Linked DNA regions of Mus musculus: region 1 is linked to region 2. The links are chromatin contacts, called in public Hi-C maps. All regions are on one chromosome and are shown on one strand. The core of a region is the stretch at or near the end of the contact, and the rest is flanking DNA. Distances in the headings are between cores, read along the strand shown. Region 1 holds the start of Kcna10 (potassium voltage-gated channel, shaker-related subfamily, member 10). Region 2 overlaps Gm27008 (a long non-coding RNA gene).

The links. A called contact is a pair of places that touch in the nucleus more often than the background predicts.
Region 1: a contact with region 2 is called in a Hi-C map of cerebral cortex, with 2.6 times the contacts expected there. The contact joins the promoter of Kcna10 here to the enhancer-like site in region 2. A contact is called at or near these places in 11 of 39 promoter capture datasets (the C10 cell line, the HPC-7 cell line, HPC-7-derived erythroid cells and 6 more), 1 of 15 datasets of contacts at CTCF or cohesin (large pre-B cells), 27 of 484 Hi-C or Micro-C datasets (B cells, the Ba/F3 cell line, CD4 T cells and 18 more), 6 of 115 datasets of contacts at active chromatin or transcription factors (CD8 T cells, T-cell acute lymphoblastic leukemia, astrocytes and 3 more) and 3 of 9 other capture datasets (adipose tissue, liver and macrophages).

Annotation. Positions count from the first base shown.
Region 1 is chr3:107,179,227-107,185,268 of GRCm38.p6, reverse strand. Kcna10 (potassium voltage-gated channel, shaker-related subfamily, member 10) reads right to left here and starts at 2,126. Exons shown (of 2, transcript NM_001081140.1): 1 at 2,024-2,126.
Region 2 is chr3:106,953,187-106,958,908 of GRCm38.p6, reverse strand. The region is part of intron 1 of Gm27008 (a long non-coding RNA gene); the gene reads left to right. Among named protein-coding and RNA genes, the nearest start is that of Gm27008, 26 kb to the left of the region's middle. Within about 2 kb of position 1,463, at least 26 of the 459 cell types and tissues checked have an H3K27ac peak or open chromatin away from gene starts, as enhancers often do. A contact at or near this core is called in brain, cerebral cortex, cortical neurons and 1 more, where this site is marked.

The DNA.
Region 1 (6,042 bases), core at 877-3,376, 230 kb before region 2:
GCGTCCTGAGTTATGAGGTCACAGGTGTGTGCCCCTCTCCCAGTTGTTGGCTTGGTTTTGAGAATACTGTTAGGGCTGACCGTTGCTCCCATTCTAGCCTGAGCTCACTCTGACTTTCCCTTATCCTAAGGCATGCTCTAGTCTTTCTTTCACTGCTCTGTAAAGGCCTCCTTCTCCCCAGCCATCTTGCTCTGTCATCTCCAAAGTCCAGCCGCCGACATACATCACAACCAACTTTTACGTAGTCCTTGTCATAGTACCTAGAGTTTTCCTAAGATTCCACATGTGCGTAGCCTCTGCATCGTAGAGAAGAAGAATCACAAAGAGGAAGCAACCTGTTCAGGGCCACATAAGCTAGAGTTTGCTGGCTGCCTCTGCTCCCATGTTTGTGACCACATGGCTAAGCAAGGGCCGCATAGGAGGATAAAGGAAGGAAGGGGTAGGGGGAGATCTTAAGTTAATTCATCCATGATGTCCTCTGTCTGCCTGATCCTCCCTGCCCCCTGTCTTACCATGATCTCTGTTCAGACATTCCCTCTCATCTAGGTGTCTGTTGTGGACTTCTTGATCCTTTCTGTCCCCCCTATGCAGGCCCCAGGGAATTCCTCCTTCCAGCTAGAATGGACCCAGGCTAGAATGGACCCAGGCATCCCAGCTAGAGGTCTCCAGGGGACTCCCATTACTCCTAGTCTAGCCAGCATCCTCCGTGTGCCTCTGTCTCCTATGTTGTGGTGGGACCTGGGACCAATTCCAGCTATGTGAACACATGTGACATCTATCAGGGGATAGAGGGGAGCAATGAGCTTGGCTCTGGTTCCAGCTGGCAGCAGTCACTCCCTACACATTCTGCATTGCTTCCCTTTCCCTGTGGAGGTAGCCTAGGGCCAGGCCACCAAGACCTGTGCCCTTATGTTGACACTGGATACAAGATGCCATATGCCACCCTCTCTTTTTTGTAAGTACCTACAAACTTCCTAACAGCCCTGTTTCAAAACTGTTTCTCTTCCTTCTCCTCCTCCTTCTCCTTCTTCTCCTCCTCCTCCTCCTCCTCTTCCTCCTCCTCCTCCTCCTCTTCCTCCTCCTCCTCCTCCTCCTCTCTTTCCCCCTCCTCTTCTTTGTTTTTGTTTTTTAAAGACAAATTTTCCTCTACGTAGTCCAGGCTGGCCTGGAGCTCATGATGTCCTTGGTTCATCTTTCTTGTGTTAGAATTACAGGTGTGTGCCACCATAGCTAGCTGTTTGCAGGATTTCTGAAGCTATGTGACCTTGAAAGAGTTCCTTCATTTCTTTGCTTTTAAATCCCCTAATCAGGAAAGCAGGCATGATAACAATGTTTACAGAGAGATCCAGGACAAAGATTCATATCCTTGCCTAACCCCAGGCCTTAGAACAATATGCTATATTGAACACAGAAGAACCACGGAAAGAAAATATTTGTTGAATAATTCATTGTTTGCGACAGAAAAGCATCATTTAGGAAACAAAGCCCTGATAGTAGAATCGTAGGCATCTGCCTATGGGAGTGGAGTGGGCTTATGAAAGTGGGGTGGGTGGAAGGGTTTGTTATACGTCTGACAGAACACACTAAAGCTAGTGTCTTCCTGCCTCTAGCTTCCCAAGGCTTGCTCTCCTGTTGACTTTATGTGGACACTGAGCATGGAGGTCATGGAGGGTACTCTGTGTGTGGGGGGTCCTTAAGTCCTGGTAGGACTCCATAATCTCTGGAGTGTGAGGATGTAGTGGACAGCTATGCTTTCTTCATGTTGAAGGTCAAAACCCAGACTGAAGCTGGTGTTCTTGGAATACCTCAAGCTAAACAGCTGGGAAAGCAGACCATAAGAAGACTGCAGCTTCCTAAGAGCATGCTGGGAAGGGAGCCAGCTTGGCTGGCTGACACTTGTTGCCATGCGTGCAATTGAATTTTCCCAGAATGCCTCCAGTCCTCTAGGAGAATGCCACTGGGAGCCTGGGATGGAAGAAACTGAAGAGTGGGCCCAGTGAAGACAGCATGGGTTAGCACTCACCAGCAGGAGTGGTGTCTCGGACCCAGTGGGCCTCCGCAGCTCTGCTGGGGTCAGCTGGCCATAGCAGATGGGATGTGCTGGTCTCAAGGTCCACAGGAAGACTGGCAGGGAGGATCCTGGTCAGCAGATACTTGGGATTCAGAAATCCTATCCCTGGGTGAAACAGGATCTCTCTGCCTCTCTCTGCCCATGGAGGAAGATTCAGAGAGAATATCCAGCTCTGTTGGGTGGCAGGGTGCAGAATGCCTGGGGACAGGGGACAGGGTGAGCTGGGGTAAGGACAACTGGCAGCTTCATTGCTGAAGGCACACAGGTCACTTACTGACCAGGAAGCTTAGTTAGTCACTAACTTGAGATACTTTCTAAAGCCAGTGTGACATGTGGGTAATGGAGTTGAGCAGTGGGGACTGGGTATCTCCACATGAGTGCTAGAGGCCAGAAGACCTTGCCACAAGTGGGTTTAGGGAGTATCCGAGTTGTTATTATGTGTTATTATTTGTATGACATGTGCATGTGAGTGCACGAGCATTCGTGCACATGTTTGTGTGTGTGCATGTGCACACGCATGCCATGGCAAGCATATGAAAATCAGTGGCTAACTTTCAGAAGTAGGTTCTCTCCTTCCAATGTGGGCTCCTTGGATTGAACGCAGGTTGTCAGGCTCACATGCCAGTGAATTGTCAGTCTGCTTTGTAGATGACCACAGGTAAAAATCAGCTTTCTTCGGTCTGTAGGATAAAGCAAGGCTTAGCTGCCAGTCATTGACTTTGACCTCCAGGAAGGCATCCATGCACTGCTGGTGACAGAGAAAAAGCCTTGTCCAACTTGCCCAGCACCAAGGACCTGGGTGAGATATGAACACCAGAGCTCAGAAACAGAGAGCCCAGCTGCTGTTGGTGGCATTGTGGTGTCATCGAGAGGCTGAGAACACACACTTCACACTCTCCTCCTGCCTCTAACCCAGGCCTCCTGCCAGACTTTGCATGTGATATTTGGGACCAACTACCCTTTTCTTTTCTCAGTCCTAGTCAGACCAAGGAGTGGCTCACTGAGGATGCTGGGTCTCCTCTTTGAATGTAGGAGTCTGGATGGGACTCAGTTGCTGAGTCCCAAAAATTCCTTCAGATCTTGGTCTACTAGGGATGGGGGAAGGGTTAGTGATGGTGGCAACTTAATAACTTGTTACAGCTTCATGTATTCCAGCTGGCTGTATTGGCTAAAGTTCTCCAGAGGAACAGAACAAATTGGATGTAAATATAAAAGGAGGGGCTTTATTAACTTTAAGAGAGACTTCACCAGATTGACTTGTACAATCAGAGGTTGAATGGTCCCACCATGGTTGCCTATAGACTGGAGAACTGGGGAAAGCAGTAGCTGTTCCAAGAATCTAGAAGCCATATAGCAGGAGATATGCTACAGCCTCAGTCCCAGATTTATGGCTTGGACCCCTCGGGAGCATCACTGGTACAAGTCTGTCTACAAAAGCTGAAGCATTCGGAGACTGATGGCTACAAGTGACATCACAACTGACACACCCACTCAAGAAGGATCAGGTGGGCATTTTTTTTGCTTGTGAGCTCTGCTTTCTGCCTCCAGCCTACAAGACAGTGCCACTCACTTTCAGAGTGGCAGCTTGCATCTGTGTTCTCTGACCTACATGCCCAGTGTTTGTGGCAGCATCCTCGCAGACATACTTAGAAGTGTGCTTCTTGGTCCAGTCAAGTTGATAACTAAGATAAACCATCACGTTCATTATTGGATGCAGAAACTCTGCTGGATGCTTGAGTGACAAAGAGCCCAAACACGAGCTCCTTTCAAGGTGCTTATGGTCCAGAGGGTGCTCCAACAGACTCCAACAGAACCGGTCAGTTTTCTACTGGGAGATATGCATCATGTCATCGATGATCTCAAAGGATGCTGCTCACCTTGGTCAAGAACTGTTAGAATCACAGCTGAATAATAGGAGAGAATAGAGGCCCCATGAGGAGTAGACTTTCTATGGGTGGAGAAAGCCTCACCTTTCTCATATCTTATTTGTTCTTTACATTTCTATTCTTAGAAGAATCAATTGAGAAAAGTGAAACATGAATATGTTTGAATTTCATGTGCAAACATATTCACAGAGAAAATACCCAGGAGATAGCCTGGAGCTGGTCATAGCATTCACTGAACACTACACACAGCAGTTAATATTTCTCAAGCACTTATGACAGATCAGGTACAGGGCCAGGTGCCCTGCCTGTGTTAGTTCATTCAATCCCACAGCGACCCAAGTGATTTCTGGTATTGTTCCAGTTATACAAATGGGGAAACTGTGTCACTAGAGAAGTAAAGTTGCTCAAGGTTTTGAGATATCAGAGCTGAATTGGGAATCCGGGCTTGAAGACACCAGCTCTATGCTCATGGGCTGAAGGAGTTGTAAGCAGGGCAGCTAGTGGCTGTGGGGTGGAGGAACTGACTCTGCTTGAGTGAGAGCATCTTTGCAAGGGGGCATCTGAATCAAAACAAAGATGGTGGAGACTGAGAAAAGGGTGCAGGGAAGAAGGCATTCCATGGAGAAGAGACCCTTTGAGGGTGAAGCAGTTAAAGACCAGAGAGGAATTCCCTTGTGACACAAGTGTGGAGCATAGGAAGGAAGGGTGTATAGGCTTTGAATAAGTTGGTGTGGTGCTTTGAATAAGAATGCCCCCCCATAGACTTGTCCTTCAGATGGAGAAACTACTTGGGAAGGATTGGGAGGTGTGGCTTTTTTGGAGAAGGTGTGACACTTGAGGGGACTTTGAGGTTATAAAAGATTCCCACCACCTCAAGTGTTCGCTCTCTCCTCCTTGAGGTCAAGGTGTATGCTCTCAGCTGTTCCTGTAGCCACCTGTCTTCTCTGCCATCATAGACTTTAACACTCTGAAACAATTAGTATGGTTAAATGCTTTCTTTTATGAGTTGCCTTGGTCATGGTGTTTTGTCACAGCAATAGAAAACTAAGACAGTTGGGTAGTACCTACACAGGTTACCACTCATTCAAGACTGATGGTATGGTCTGGTCACCAACTGGAATGCATGCTGGCAACTACCCAATCTGACTGAGCCTGAGGCTGGATGACCATGGAGGAAGGAGTTGAGATCCAAGAGACAGGGCATTTACACCCAGGAAGGGTGGGCCCTTATCCGTGTCATCCTCTTCCTCCTCATCTTTTATTTAGAGCAATCTTTCCACAGAGTCCAATATTTAAAGCAGATGAATGAAGGGTAGAATCCCGAGTCCTGCCTGCTTAGCCTCCTGGTTCCCTGTTCCTTGGAGTCCTACCAGCTTCTCAGAGCACAGTCTTCCTACAGGCAACATCATGGCTATTTCCGGTGCTGCCTGGGTGAGAGGTCTTCTGTTCTCTTCTCTGCAGCAAGCAGGCAAGTGCCATGGTGCCATTTTGTCCTTGCCTGAGAACCTGATCTCCTTGCTCTCCACTCTGACCTCTGGATCGTTTACCACCCTCAGCCCTGGAGCAGGGCCAGAGGCCCAGTGCCTCCATCTGACCAATTGGACACTGAGCCATGTAAAATGAACTCCCTTATCAGATCCTGGGGCCTCTCAGACTTCCATCTAGGCTTGGCCTTCTGATCTGAACTCCTGTTCTCCAGTTTCTGGGGTGAAAGGATGAGCAGGGCTGTGAGAAGTCCCCACCACCCCAACTGTTATGTTCTGGGATTAAACTTGGCTGAGAAAGGGAAAGGAAGCCCGAGAAGAGGGGGCAGTGAGGTCAAAGGTAGAAGTCAACAAGAAGCGTTCTGGTTTATTTTTATTTTTTTTAAACAATGAACAAACTACCACCAGATCTGGATGTCAGTATTGGATTTCTATTTCTATTGTTCTGGACCAGCATAGACAAATGAGAGCTAAGACCTTACTGTATACCTTCCTTGACATTATGCTCAGTGTTGGCTAGCATGGAGGGAACAGAGGGAAGCAAAAAGGAAAAAAGACATAGGTTCCTGCCTACATGGAAATAGAGAGACAGCACCTCACA
Region 2 (5,722 bases), core at 214-2,713:
AGGAATCAAGGGTGATTGGAAATGTCAGATGATTATTAAAACATGCACAGTGGATCATAAATGAAAAGTCTACTTTTGAAAAGAGATGTGTAGTTTTCTAGAGCCCACTGTTTGAGGCAAGGAGTCATAAGAGTTGTAGCTGGAGAACTATATAGAAAGCAGATCGTACATGGCCTTGGGCTTTGAACGGAAAAGCAGGTCCTACGCAAGGAGAGAGATTCACAGCTTGAAAGGTGTTTATCAGAGAATAACATGAATCCTGTTCTCTCAAAAGTCCTTTCAAGGAGCTTGTGTGGAGTAGAATGGATGGGGAAGATAGCCCATCTTGGGGTCTATTACTATATCCACTTAGGCAAAAGCGAACAGTATGAGGAACTCTACCCCATAGGATTGAGAGCAGATGGGTTTGTCAGATCGTTGGGAGTCAGACTCTATAAGATTAGTGTTGAGTTGAATACAAAATGTGAGAGAGATGAGTAGGGAGTGAAGATGCCTCACAGTTCTGGCTCTTGCTGCATTGCACTTTCTTTTTGTGGGTGACTGACTCATCAAGCCAATGGATCTGAGTATTGAGTCTCTAAGTGATTTATTTGGCTGAGTGTTCTGTAGATGGATCTGTATCTTCCCACTTATAGTCCCCACTGCTGTTCTCATCTCTGAATTCTGTATCTTATGTTCTCTCTTGAGACTTTACCTAAGTTCCAGGAAGACTCTGACTGGGCATAAGGGGTGATACAGGGGAAGACTAGGGAATTAAAGATGGTTGCATGTTTCAATTTGCTGTTTTATTTCCAAGAAAATAACCTCCTTTCCGACTTCAGTATTTGCTTTGAGCTACAGGATAAATCCCCTGTCTATTTTTGTCTGCCACTCAGTGTCAACGTGGTGATACTTGGAGAAATGGACGAATAGTTTTTCTATATCACAGAGGGCAAGGAAGACATGAACTTACTTACTTGTTATTTCCTTTCTTTCTGAGTACCTACCAGTATCTTTCCTTGGAAGGTTGGGAAGGGGAACCAAAGAAAGCATTGTTGGTTCTGTGGAGGTTAAAGCACCCCTTGTCTTGTTTTTTGAGCTGAAAATCCGTCAAAGGCAAAACAAACATCAGAGCGGAACTGTCATCTGCTAATCAAGATGTGTAGGTGAAAGGGAAGGCTAGGGAGCAAGAGAGAGATGCCTGACAGATGGCGCAGTTTCCCACAGACAGAGGACACCTGGACCACTGCACAGGGGCCAGGGGATGCATGAAGGAAATTAAACGTGCCCAGCACAGGCTTCTGGCAGGGATGGGCAGAGGATGCCTTTGGAGCCATCTTTCTGGACAGCACCTTTAAGCTGCTATAGTTATTTTAGGGAAAGCCTGGATATTTCTCTAACCTTTCCCACTCTGCCTTAGAAACAAGAGGATGTAGCTCAGTCTGCAGTGGAAATGACAGTGCAGCAGGAGGCATCAATTGTGTGAGTTTTTGAGACTGACTAGAGCTGTTCCAAACGAGCTTTTCCACAAGCTGGGGTGGAGCGCTGCAGAGTGTGATGGGGGCCCTTGTTTCCATCAGCTTTTCAAAACATTCCCAAGAAGTTTGATCTTGCTTGGCAGGAACTTCCTACCGGCTGTGCTGGTGAAATAAGGGGGACTTGCCATTTTGAGCTATTTTTCATCCTGGTGACACTTTTTGAAGAACTACATCATTAGCCAGGCTGAAAGTGGTTTTCAAACATTTCTCTGCTCAGGCATTCCAGTCAGGGCTAGAGAGGCTGGTGCGGAGAGGGGGGTGACCCTGGAACCATGCAGGAGGGGGGATGGCCCTGCTTTGGGGCTGCATTGTTTTCAGAGCTAGCAAAGGGTAGTGAGTAGAGTCTTTGTGGGTGTGTCATCCCCCCAAAAGTCAGGAAGAGTAGCCTCACACTCTACTGATGTGTCTTAAGATGCTTTCTGGAGTTTCATCCAGGCCCTTCAACCTCACTTTTATGTCTCATCAGAAACTGATGAGCTCCGGTCTCTGTGAGAGGATCCTCTGATCACAGAGATTTTAAAACCCAAATTCTTAGTTTTTATTCTTAAAATATTGAATTTCTTTTTTCTTTTCTCTTCTTTTCTTTTCCTTCCTTCCTTCCTTCCTTCCTTCCTTCCTTCCTTTCTTTCTTTCTTTCTTTCTTTCTTTCTTTCTTTCTTTCTTTCTTTCTTTCTTTCTTTCTTTCTTTCTTTCTTTCTTTTTTAAGTGGATTTTCAGTCAGACATGGAGGCTTACCTCTATAATGCCAGCTAAGACAGGAGGATTGTCCTGAGTGCTAAGGTAGTCTGGAAAACAGGATGCAATCCAGACAAGTCTGTGTTACAGAATGAAATCCTATCTTGTTCCCTCTTCACAAAAGAAAAGTGTTGGGGGGGGGGCGGTAGGGGGGTGGAATCTTGGAGCTGACTTTAGAGTCCCTGAATGTGATGATTTACATTGGGAAGTGGCCACCTGCATTCTTTTTTTCTTTTTTGACAGGGTTTTTCTGTATAGCCCTGGCTGTCCTGGAACTCACTTTGTAGACCAGGCTGGCCTCAAACTCAGAAATCTGCCTCCTGAGTGTTGGGATTAAAGGTGTGTGCCAGCACTCCAGTCAGCCACCTGCATTCTTAACAAGCCTCTGGGGGGTATAAAATCCACACAGACGTTTGGAAAGTGTTATGTTTGAACATCTGTTCCTGAGCATTCTACCCTCCTTGGCTGTAGAATTTCTGTAGCTAGGGGACTCAGAGCCACTGTGGGCTTGTGCCACAACAGTGGTTCTGCGAGTTCCAGCTGAGAAATGCTGGAAAACCCAGGTCCAAAACAGAGGCTACCACAGGGCAGCCGCCAGGGCGCTGCTGGAAATTCAGAGGGAGCTGTCAGGCCCCTCAGCCAGCTGGGAGCTCGGCTCTGATTCTGAAATGTCAGGGCTTCTCAGGATGCCTCTCTGGAGAGCTGACTGCTCCCAAAGAACGAGATAATAATTGCATTGAAAATTCAGGAGAAGCAGAAGGCTTGTAGAACACGTTGGGAATTTTAATCACTTTCTCAGAATGGCTTTGATTAACATGCCTTCCAGCCCTTTCTAGGTGTGTCCAAAGCCTTCCTAGTTTTAGCTGACAGGTAATTAGTGCTCTAGCTGAGAAGGGAATGGCAGGCTGCTCAGATCAACTAAGACAATGCATACAAAGACACCACAGCAACTGTAAAGGCTCCAGCTGGAAAGGAGAGCTCCTGACCCCAAATGCAGTTCAGACTCCTTTCACCCGGAGCCACTCAAAGACCCATACACATCAAATCATCTAACACCATTGCTCGGTTGCTCAAGCTGTCTTCCTCCTGTCCAGAATGCACCGGAGATCTGTGCTTTTTTCTGCCTACAGACTCTACTCATTTCTCCAGGCTGAGTTCATGTCAGATGGCTTGGGAGCAAGGCCCTTCTCCCTGGCAGAATCAAGCACTCTGTGCTTTCCCATGTTAAGGCATTTTGAAAAGAAAAAACCTGTACAGTTTCTGGCATGTAGTAATTACACAGAAAATATTCTCTTCATTTAGCTCAGTTTCTTTCTATGCATGTCTGTCTCTTCCAGCATAAGAAATGAGCTTCTCAATCTTGGTATTCAACAATGACTACACAAAGCCTGGCTAATGAATGCTCAACAAATGTCTGCTGAATTAAAGCAAGAATATCAGTAAGAGCACATAACCTGGAAGATGTGAGAGAGAACGGACTTGCTCAGATGGGAGTCCTTTCCAAACACCAGATCACCCTGGGTTCATCCAAGAACTATAAGGACAAAAGGAACACATGTGATTCTAATCTATAAGTACCAAGAAAATCCTACCAATATCCCCACAAGGATAGCATGCAGTCTTGTTTATCACTGGTGGTGCTTTATGTTGCCTTAACTCAGAGTTCAAAAAGATACACAGAGGGGTTCCCTGGGCCCCCTTCCCCCAGGCCTCAGTTGTTCCTCCTGCAGTGCGGGACACAGAAAATCATGACCATATGAGTAATTCTGCCTTTTCTCCCTTCTGACACATCTTTAGGAGACAGGTGTCATTGGGGGTAGGTGTGTTATGGCTCTTCAGAAACAGAGCCATTTGTTACAAGTAGTAGGAAGCATAAGTGACAGGGCTGGAGATGGAGAAGAGACTCATAGCTGCTTTTTTATTCTTTTTCTTCAACTTTTTCTGATGCCACATTACATGATAAAATATTCAAACCTACAAGTAAAAGAGAATAAAACTCACTACCCTGCTAGCACATCGCAAGGAACATTCTATTCCAAGCTTTGGCCAACAGCTTTATTCCTATATGATGATCAATATATAGGAATAAATCATATATCAATATCATATAGGAATAAATCATATATCAATATCATATAGGAATTTCTTAAAAATGCAGAATCTTAGATATAAATGTGGTGACAGATGCCCTTACTGCCAGCATGCGGGAGAAGGAGAGTGAGGCAGAAGGATCTCTGAGTTTGAAGCCAGCCTGGTTTACATAGTGGGTTCCAGGCCATTTAGGTTACACAGTGAGACTCTGTCTCAAAACAGACAGACAAACAGGCAGACAGAAAGCAGAAAAAAAGAACCCTAAACTCCAAGGAAAACAACAACTAACTTACAGAATCTCAGGTCCTGCCCTAGACCTACTAAGTCAGAATACAACTTTTAAGAAGATCCATAGGTTCAGGCATCGTGTAGCATCAAACAATTGTGCGTGTAAAGAAAACCAGGAAAAACAGTTGTAAATGATGTTTAAAAGATATTATATTCAAGATTTGGGGAAAATGAAACGAATTTTCTAATAAGAATTACTAAGGCCTGTCATGGTGAGGTGATAGGAAATATTCTGTGAGACTATATTTCATAAAACAGGGTGGATGGTACTTGTGGAAGAATGACATTTGAGGTTGTCCTCTGGTATACACACACACACACACACACACAAAGAGAGAGAGAGAGAGAGAGAGAGAGAGAGCGCCAGTCAAACACTATTCACAAGATTGTTTTAATTATTCTAAATCCTTTTTAATTTCTCATGAAAGTCAGCCTATCTTTCTTTTTAAACAAACACTGACATTTTGACTGTGTTTTCAATGACCCTGTAGATTCTTTGGGAAAATAGATATCTCAATAATGTCTGGTTTTGCAATTCATGAACATAATCTGCATTTCCATTTCTTTAACTCTTTTAATTTCCCTTGACAGTGTTTTATAGTTCTCAGCATAGGCTCCTTTTATTAGAGGTCTAGATGTCTAAATTTTTGATAAATGATATATTTTTAAAATTATTTTATTATTTTATTATTTTACATTTAGAATGTTGTCCCCTTTCTCAGTCCCTTCTCCATGAACTCTGCCCACCACACCCGCTTCCCCTTTGCTTCTAAGAGGGTATTCCTCCACTTACCCACCCACTCCCACCTCATTCCTCTTCTCTGGGGCATCAAACCTCCTTAGGGCCAAGCATATCGCCTCTCATTAAGGCCAGATAAGGCAGTCCTCTGCTACATGCATAGCAGGAGCCACAGACGCCCATGTATGCTCTTTGGTTGGTGGCTTAGACCCTGGGAGCTCTGAGGGGTCTGGTTATTTGATATTGTTGTTCTTCCTATGGGTTGCAACCCCCTTCAGCTCCTTTAGTCCTTCCCCTAACTCTTTCATTGGGGTCCTTGCACTCAATCCAATGGTTGGCTGTGAATATCTGC